Linked DNA regions of Mus musculus: regions 2 and 3 are each linked to region 1. Evidence: chromatin contacts called from public Hi-C and promoter capture Hi-C data. All regions are on one chromosome and are shown on one strand. Each heading gives the region's core, a stretch centred on a gene start, on an enhancer-like site or on the middle of the called end of the contact. The rest is flanking DNA. Distances are from core to core; before and after follow the strand shown.

What was found. Promoter capture Hi-C pulls out the DNA fragments that hold promoters and counts their contacts. Hi-C and Micro-C count contacts between places; a contact is called where the count stands out from the background.
Region 2: a promoter capture Hi-C map of pre-B cells shows a contact between it and region 1. The contact joins the promoter of 1700003G18Rik here to the promoter of 4930583K01Rik in region 1. A contact is called at or near these places in 1 of 39 promoter capture datasets (pre-B cells) and 1 of 115 datasets of contacts at active chromatin or transcription factors (astrocytes).
Region 3: a contact with region 1 is called in a Hi-C map of B cells, with 5 read pairs. The contact joins the promoter of Mfsd13b here to the promoter of 4930583K01Rik in region 1. A contact is called at or near these places in 3 of 39 promoter capture datasets (hippocampal neurons, liver and pre-B cells) and 1 of 484 Hi-C or Micro-C datasets (B cells).

The regions. Positions count from the first base shown.
Region 1 is chr7:118,242,527-118,245,226 of GRCm38.p6, forward strand. It overlaps 4930583K01Rik (RIKEN cDNA 4930583K01 gene), which reads left to right and starts at 1,381. Exons shown (of 2, transcript NR_027879.1): 1 at 1,381-1,439; 2 at 2,202-2,700. Smg1 (SMG1 homolog, phosphatidylinositol 3-kinase-related kinase (C. elegans)) reads right to left here and starts at 1,111. Exons shown (of 63, transcript NM_001031814.1): 1 at 679-1,111. The coding sequence starts at 764.
Region 2 is chr7:116,091,873-116,094,572 of GRCm38.p6, forward strand. It overlaps 1700003G18Rik (RIKEN cDNA 1700003G18 gene), which reads right to left and starts at 1,277. Exons shown (of 4, transcript NR_029433.1): 1 at 1,190-1,277. 1110004F10Rik (RIKEN cDNA 1110004F10 gene) reads left to right here and starts at 1,508. Exons shown (of 5, transcript NM_019772.2): 1 at 1,508-1,653. The coding sequence starts at 1,591.
Region 3 is chr7:120,981,224-120,983,923 of GRCm38.p6, forward strand. It overlaps Mfsd13b (major facilitator superfamily domain containing 13B), which reads left to right and starts at 1,286. Exons shown (of 8, transcript NM_001374644.1): 1 at 1,286-1,507. Cdr2 (cerebellar degeneration-related 2) reads right to left here and starts at 1,089. Exons shown (of 5, transcript NM_007672.2): 1 at 754-1,089. The coding sequence starts at 829.

The DNA of each region.
Region 1 (2,700 bases), core at 131-2,630:
CAGAAAGAACTGACTAGAAATAGTTTTTCTTTCGTATTTTTCTCTTAATATTTTAAATCCAACCAGACTCCAATTCCTTCATGCAAAACGAAATTTCTCTACTCCTGAGAATACAAATTCACTCCAAAGCGCCCTGGGAAATTACTGTTTCCAGAAAAACTATTTCTGCAGTTGGGGAAAACTTAAAATGCCCCAGTGCCTGATTGTGTCGATTTCATTCACAGTCCCATAATCTCATCTTTTGGTCGACTAACATCCTGTCTAAAGTCAGAGGAAGACCTCGGTAGAGTTCTCAGCTTTTAAAATACATTAATTAACACGTGGGAGTCCAGAAGGACGCAGAGTTAAGGTGGTCTTTGGCATGAGGACTGGACGCGGAGCCGAGGAAGTTAATAGGTAACAGGGAGGGTTCCTGGACCTCAAATCTCAACTTGGAGTTAGACGGCAGTGGAACGTCCTCCTCCACCCAAGCTCAGAGCCACTGCTCCAGCCATCCGGCTGAGGCGGCCAGCCGGGCACAGAGGCCTCCGCTGCCCGCAGCTTTCCTGCCGGACCAGGCCCGGAGGACACCCAGGAAGCCGCGCCCGGCTCCAGGGACCGCGGGCCTAGGCCGCGCCTCCCAGTCCCGCGGGCCTAGGCCTCGGCCAGCTCCAGGCGAGGCTCGACGCGGTCACCCACCTGGGTTGCCAGTCATTCCAGCTCCGCGGGTACTTGGTGCCGCCGCCGCCGCTGCTCAGCCGAGACCCCGGGGCTCTGCGGCTCATTACCTTCCCCGACACGACATGGCCAAGCGCCGCCGCCCGAAGAAGCGCGAGTCGCCGCCTGAACCGGCCGCCGCCGACACTGCGATCTGGCCCGGGGCTGAGGAGGAAGCCGCGGAGGGGGCGGCGGAGGGCGGGGGAGGCGGACGGCCGTTCCGGGTTCCGCTGGAGCCCGCAACGCAGGAGCAGGAGGCGGGAGCGGCGCGGCGAGGGGGAGGCGGAGGCAGGCGAGGCGACGTCTCTTCCAGGGCAGCGCGCGGCCCGCGACGCTGGGGCCCAGGAGGACGAGGACAGCGAGGAGGCGGTGGCGGCGGCTCCTCACGCTCACACGGCCACGGCTTCCCCGCCTCCCGGCTCCGCCCGCCGCGCCGCCGCTGCCGCACGGCATGCTGGGAGCGAGGGGCGGTGCCGGCGCCCTAGGAGCCTGGAGAGGGGCGGGGCTCGGGGTGAAAGGCGGGGCTATTGGTCACAGAATATGGACTAGAGGCGGGGCTTATGACAGGGGTAGGGTCACCTAGGAGGGGCGGTGCCGGCGCGCCCCAAGCCTGGAGAAGAAGGGCGGGACTAGTTGGGGCGTGGTCTGTGGCTGCTGAACCTGGAGAGGGGAGGGGCGAAAGTCAAAAGGCGGGACCTGCTCGAGAGGCACTGGAGTTCTGAGAGCCTAGACTTCAAGGCGAGGTCCGCGTTCGCGTAGCTAAAAGGGGTGGGGCTTTGAGGAGAAGGCGAGAACTACTGGAGAGCAGGGACCCGAGCGGACCTCCCTGGGCCTCCTGAGCAGCAGCTCTGTCTGCGGGTGGTAGAGAGCAATGTGGACTCGTCGCGGGGCATCATGGGAGAGGGGATCTCCACCCCGGGTCCACACACGCCCTCCCATACACTCGGAGGACCGGCAGTCAGGTGTGAACAGGCGTCCAATGGAGGACAGGAGGGGGAGCGTGCCCTTGAGCGCTAATGCGCGCACACAGATGTGCCCTTGGCGCTCACGTGCGTCCACCTGCCTGCCACCGTCTTAAGGGAAAAAGTCAGAATAGTAAAATCGAGGAAGGGGAAGTGAAAGCGACACCTTTTCAACCCCTACCTGAAATGTCATGCAGTCCTGGTACATATTTTCCAAAAGTGAAAAACAACGCCTGCTTCCTGCCCCATGAACTGTGCTCTGTAATCTGGTTCCTTCTAGTAGTAAGAGGCCTGTTACCCACACTCTCCTGAAAGAATTCGATAAAGCACTGGGCACATTATGTGAACGCAATATACTCCTTTGTGTGCGTGTTTACATGTGAAGTACAGAGAACAACCTCAAGTGTTGCTCATAAGCCTCCAGCTACCATGTATTTTGAGGCAAGGTCTCTCTCTCACTAGCTGGCCAGAGAGCCCCACGAATCTTCTGTTTCCTCAACGCTGGCTTTACAAACGGTGACACCATTTCTGGCTTTTTTTCAGGTGGTTTCTCGTGTGTGCGGGGCAAGCACTTTAATGACTGAGCTATCTCCCTAGCTGCAGGCTCAACTTTAAAAATAGCCGAGATACACATCAAGCAAGTATTTAAACCTTTTCCACATAAAGTTTTTAGGCCATCCATCGTTTTGCCTCACAAGAGAAGTATGTATACATCACTTAAGTAATTCAAAATTGTTACCAAGGACATGGCTCAGAAAGTAGAATGCTCAAAGCAGGAGCAAGCACGAATCACTGGGTTCCATCCCCAGCACCCCATAAATGCAGCATGACGATGTGTCTGTAACCCTAGCATTCAAGAAATGGAAACCGGAAGTTGTTCAGGCTCACCTTCCGCAAACCTGGCCTACATGGGACACTGCCTACCCAACCCCCAAGAAATAAAACTATCACTAAAGTACTTAATTATCAGGCGATATCTCCCTATGAGTATATCCCTTACATTTTTCCACCATCTGATCCTGAGTATGCCCACAAATCCGTC
Region 2 (2,700 bases), core at 27-2,526, 2.2 Mb before region 1:
GGGTGGGGTACTGTTTTTATTTTATTTTTATTTTTTATTTTTATTTTGAGAGGAGGTCTTACTATAGACTCGGCTGACAAACCACACATTACTTAGAAGAGGATGATCTTGAATTTCTTATCTTCCTTCACCACCTCCCAGACACTAGGTTCACAGGCATAGTCAGGTTTCACTTTGGGCACAGTTCTATCAGTGGTTCATCGTCATCTGAAATGTAGTTCAACTAGAGTAACTGCTGAGCACAGACACTGACAGGTGTCTCATAGACCACTCGGTATGGGGACTTAAGACTAGCCATGTACTGTTGTCATACTATTTGTTTATACTTGAAAAAAAAATCTTTTTAAAAATCAAGGCTGGAAGTCTTCAGAATGAGTAAGGGCAAGAAAGTCATCCTGACAGTATGTCAGGTTCACCTGTGGATGCAAATTCAGCTATAACATACAGAAGTTTATCTTCAGTATCTGAACACTGGACTACAAGATCTTGCAGGAAGCTTAGTTGGGGCTGGAAAGGGAGCAGGGAAATGAGGAAAAGGGAACTAGAAACAAGATTGCAAATGGGAAGGGCAGCGAATGTATCCATCCTAAGGGGGCGGGGTGGGGGTGGTCTCTTGCAACTAGACTGAGGAGACAGTTGAAACAGGTTGAGACTGCTACTGTATTGTAACTTTAAAGGGGTTTATTATATAGGAAACTTACCCCCCACCCCCACCCCAAGAAAAATAATAAAGATACAGGATTTTTTTTTGGCAGACAGACTTCAGTCGATGAAGTTTCAAATAATATCTACCTTAAAAAGGGATCAGAGAGTTGGGTCACTCTTATCTAGAATACACTAAGCCCAGTGGAAAACGGTCCACAATTCCTGAGGGGTGGAGCTGTTTAGAAAAAAAACGAAAAACAAAACAGCCAATTAACAAGCCTTCAGCTTCACACTGAACTCTATTCAGTAAGAAAAGAAAGGAAGGAAGGAAAGGAAGAGAATGAAGACGTTAGAATATCCCGTGTGAGCAGTAGAGACCACACATTAGGCTGGGGGAAGAAGCCATGTTTTAGGTTTTTGTCTTGGGCCGAGAACTTGTATTCAAAAAGCCTCAAACATTACACTTAAGTCTATGTGTTTAACTATGATGAATGTGTTTACTAACAGGGCAGAACCTCACACACACAAAAAGGCGAAAACCCACTCTAGGTCTGTCTGTGGCAACGAAGCTCTCCGCCAACGATCACCACCATACCCATCCACGGGAAAGCTCCCTCTACACGCCGAAGAAAGCGTAGCCTCCGAGGGCTCTCCCGCCACGCCGCGCGAGATGCTTCGCTCGGCCTCCTGGGAAATGTAGTTTAAGTCACTGAAGACGGCTTAGTCAGGCCAGTAAAGAGTGAGTCCAAAAAAACTACAACTCCCGGTGTGCTCCAGGGTGACGAGCGGCCGCAGCAGTGACGACTGTAGCGGTGAAGGGCCGGAGGGGGCTCTGCGTTCTGGAGTGGCGCTGCTTGGTCCGGCGGCTGGGTGAGGGCTGCTGGTGTCGCGTTTGAGGAGAACTGCGAGTGTGTTTGGCATATCCCCGTCAGGATCCCAGCTACGATGAGTGCTGCCCGGGAGTCTCACCCGCACGGGGTGAAACGTTCAGCCTCCCCCGACGACGATGTAAATAACAATGGATGAGGGTTGAGGCCTAGTGAAGGCTGGGGTAGGCCGGGAAGGGTGGATGGAGGAAGAAGCGCCCGAAGGAAGGGGGCGCAACGAGGGATGTCTTCCTTTTCCTACTAGAATCTGAAGGATTGAAGAGGCCCTGAGCTGAGATACAGAGACCTGCGTAGGAACGGGGGTTGAGGAAGGAAATCCTGAGAAGGGTCGAAAAGGAAAAAGAGCTTAATCGAGATGTCTTTGCGTTTTGGGAAACCGGTGAAGCTCATTTCTTAGTCATTTCAGGATAGATATGTCATAGTCCTGACATTGGTCTAAAACGCTCCTCTGGCAATCGCGAAATGTTCAGTCACATTTGGACAAATTTTCCAGCCCGAATCCTTTTTTGCAGTGTACTGGTAATTGCTGCCCTAACTACACCATTCTTAATAAACAGAGACCAATATTAAGCCGAAGATTGTGGTAGACAGTTTGGGGATGGAATAATGGCGAGGTCAGAGGGAGTGAGACCCAGAAGCGCATTTTGATGTCAGATACCTTTTTCCTGCCCTCTCATGCCTTCAGCTCATCAGTTTAAATAATAAACTGTCCCTTATTAACCTGTTCAGTACTGACTACAATGCCAGATACTGGAATTGAAGATTAATAAAGAGGATGCTTATATTTGTCTTAGCTCTAGCATAGTGTTTAGAAACTGCAGGTAACTTGTAAAATTAGGTTCTTCTATAATGAAATCCCTTGGAAACATTGATGGGGAAGTTGGTGGGAAGGGGACATGAGGAAGTCATCTTTGAGACAGATGAAAGCTGGTCTCGCTTATTCATACACTGTCAGCTTCAGAATTGTAACTTTTAGTGCAGTTTGACATCTTTCATAAGTCCTTTGTGAGCCATAAAAGGTTCCCTGAATTATTTTGTAGTTAATGAGAGAATACTAAGAACCACACTCCTTTGGTTGGAAGATGGGGTGTGGACCAGAATTGTAATAATAGAATAAATTTTAGCCTTGTGAGGAAGATTAGTAATCAATTAAAAAAGAGTGGAGGGA
Region 3 (2,700 bases), core at 36-2,535, 2.7 Mb after region 1:
TCTGGAGATGCCCCGATGCAAGAAAACCAAGGCAGGATTATTTTTAATTGAAAACCCGAAAGAAAGATAAGCGCATGATAAGAGCTGCCCTCGAATAATTTCATTTAGCCCCCGATGAACGATGGCTAAGTAATAAATTAAAACACAAAACAAAACAGTTTAATACCCAACTGAGTAAGCTGTAAACTGGGATGCTAAGAAACTGAACAGTGTCTACAGGCTCCTCATACTCGGCTTTAGGGAATCCACCTAAATCTTTTAGCCTCTGCTTTCTGGAAAACGGGACAAAAAAAAAAAAATTTACTCTCACAGAGAGATGGCGCGGGTACCGCACAGCAGCACTGCCCTCCCACCACCTGCAGCGGCTTTGCAGACTCTGCGGACCATGAAAGGCGATGTGGGGCAGGCAGGGCAGCACGACCCGGACCCAGGCCAGCAGCTCGCCTCTAGAGCAGGACAAGCTGGTCCACTCCTGCCCACCTCAGAGGTCCATCCGCTCATACCCGGCAAGCGCTTTCTTAAAGCACCGAGCATCAGCCTGTGTGGCGCACCCGCAGGGCCGTGGGCCGCGCGCGCTTGCTCTCTGCGGTCGGGATGGGCGGATCCGTTGCCAGGTGAGGGCAAGAAGCACCGGGCCGCGGCATCCCAAACCTCCAGCCTAAGGAACTTTCTAGCACTTTCCACACCTGCCACCCCCGGACTCCCACCCCAACAATCCCGCCCCCCCCTCCCGACCGGCGACCTCGCCCTCACCTTGCTGGAGGTCCCGGTGGTCGTACCACGGCTCATCCTCCATCTCGAACTCCTCCACTAGGTTATCTGCCAGCATGTCGCCGGGGACGTCCGGGGGCAGCGGGCTCTGCCGCCGCCCTGCCGTTTCGGCCGCTGCCCCGGGCTCTCCCCCGGCCCCGCCGCCCTCAGCCAGAGCCACCCTGGGGCGGGACACGCAGGTCCCGCAGCAGCTCTCGCCGCTATCCCGCGCCGCCCAAAGGCCGGCGCCCTAGCGAGCGCGCCCCGGGTGGCGCCGGGAGCCGGCTCCTCACGCCTGCTGCCCGGCCCAACGTGGCACTTTGGCAGAACCCTCCCAAAGCCGGGGAGACGATTCAAACCCGGGAGGCACCTTGACCAATCACGAATGAGCCGCCTATAGAGTGACAGCGACTTCAGCCAATAGAATATCAAAAAAGGTCGCGGGTCCGAGGACCATCAGCCAATAATAGCTTAGGAAGGAACAAAGGAGGCGGGGAAAGACGAAGAGGGTGCGGTCGGCAGCCCCTCCTCTTTTGTCTGCGTCGCGTCTCCTCAGTTGAGTGCACTCCAGTTCCGGAGTGTGGAGGTGGCTTTGGCGAACACCGGGTGCCGAGGACTACTAATTCTGGGCACGGGTCATCATCTTCCCACCCGAGGGTTTCGGATGCGGGCCAACTCTCCTTGGCTCTGCCCTCGGTGATGCTCGGAGGGAGACTCATGGTCCGTCGGGAAGTTAAAGCCGAGAGAACGCTACTGAGTGAGAGCTGCTCCTCAATCTTGGAGCCCTGGCCTTCCAGGGGCCTGGCTATGAACTCCTAAAAGGGCAGTCACCAACCCCACTTCACACTCCAGAGTCCCGGGCTGGCCAGTGGAAGCCGCCTCCCCTGAGAAAAGTTGCCACAGTTTTGCATAGAATTTCTTAAAGGTTCATAGAGCCCAGGATAAATACCTAAGATCAGGCATTGCACTTGGTGGCCAGCTTGCCGGCGTCAGCTTGTTAACACAGCCGTAACTACTGTTTCTTGGGTTAAACTTTTAATATATTTGGGTACCTCACTTAGGGAAACTCTCAGAGGGCAGAAAGGTCGGCGCAGATGTTTGGGATGTTATAACTGATAGCATCTACAGAGGACGGGAGAAGAACTGTGACAACTGAGGGGGGGAGGGGATGTTATAACTGATAGCATCTACAGAGGACGGGAGAAGAACTGTGACAACTGAGGGGGGGAGGGGAGTAATTACTCAGGTTTGGCAGTAGTGATTTGGTAGAAACCTCCTGAAGTTAACTCCTTCACACAGATCCGGAGTGTCACCCGAACTAAAGTGGAAAGCAGTTGAAAGTTTGCCTTATCCAAAAAAAGCACCAGTTGTGGCCTTAAAATAGTGTACTCAGATTACTATGGCTTAAAACAGGAGAAATTGCTAGGAAGAAGCTACAAATCCTCAGAGATACTTTTATTTCTCTGAGATCTCGGGTAATTTGGAGGAAGGAATACTTCACCCTAATTTCTTTTTTCAGTGCTAACGATGCCTTAGGCGTGCCACTCTCCATCATTCTTGTGGGTCCTAAGATGCTCCTTTTCAGATCAGTGTAACATGCACCTGTTCCTGGGAACATGGTCTTGTGAAGGTCAAGAAAGCCTCCCCATTGTGAGGTTGGTTTGTTGTTTGTACAGAGTCTCACTGTGCAGCCCCAGCTTTGCCTAGCACACTATGTAGATTAGGCTGGCTCTGCCTCCAGAGTGCTGGGATAGAAGGCACACAACCATCAAACCCTGTCCCTACAGGAATGTTGTTCTGGCGAGATTTTCCTCTTCATTCCTTAAGAAAGACTCCTTAATAGACCTTAAGGTACCAAGAACCTAGGGTTAGAAATCTAATTGTCTATCCACAGTTTGTACTAGCAAAGCAGGCGTTAGCTCACCACTTAGGGGAGAAATGACCTCTTTG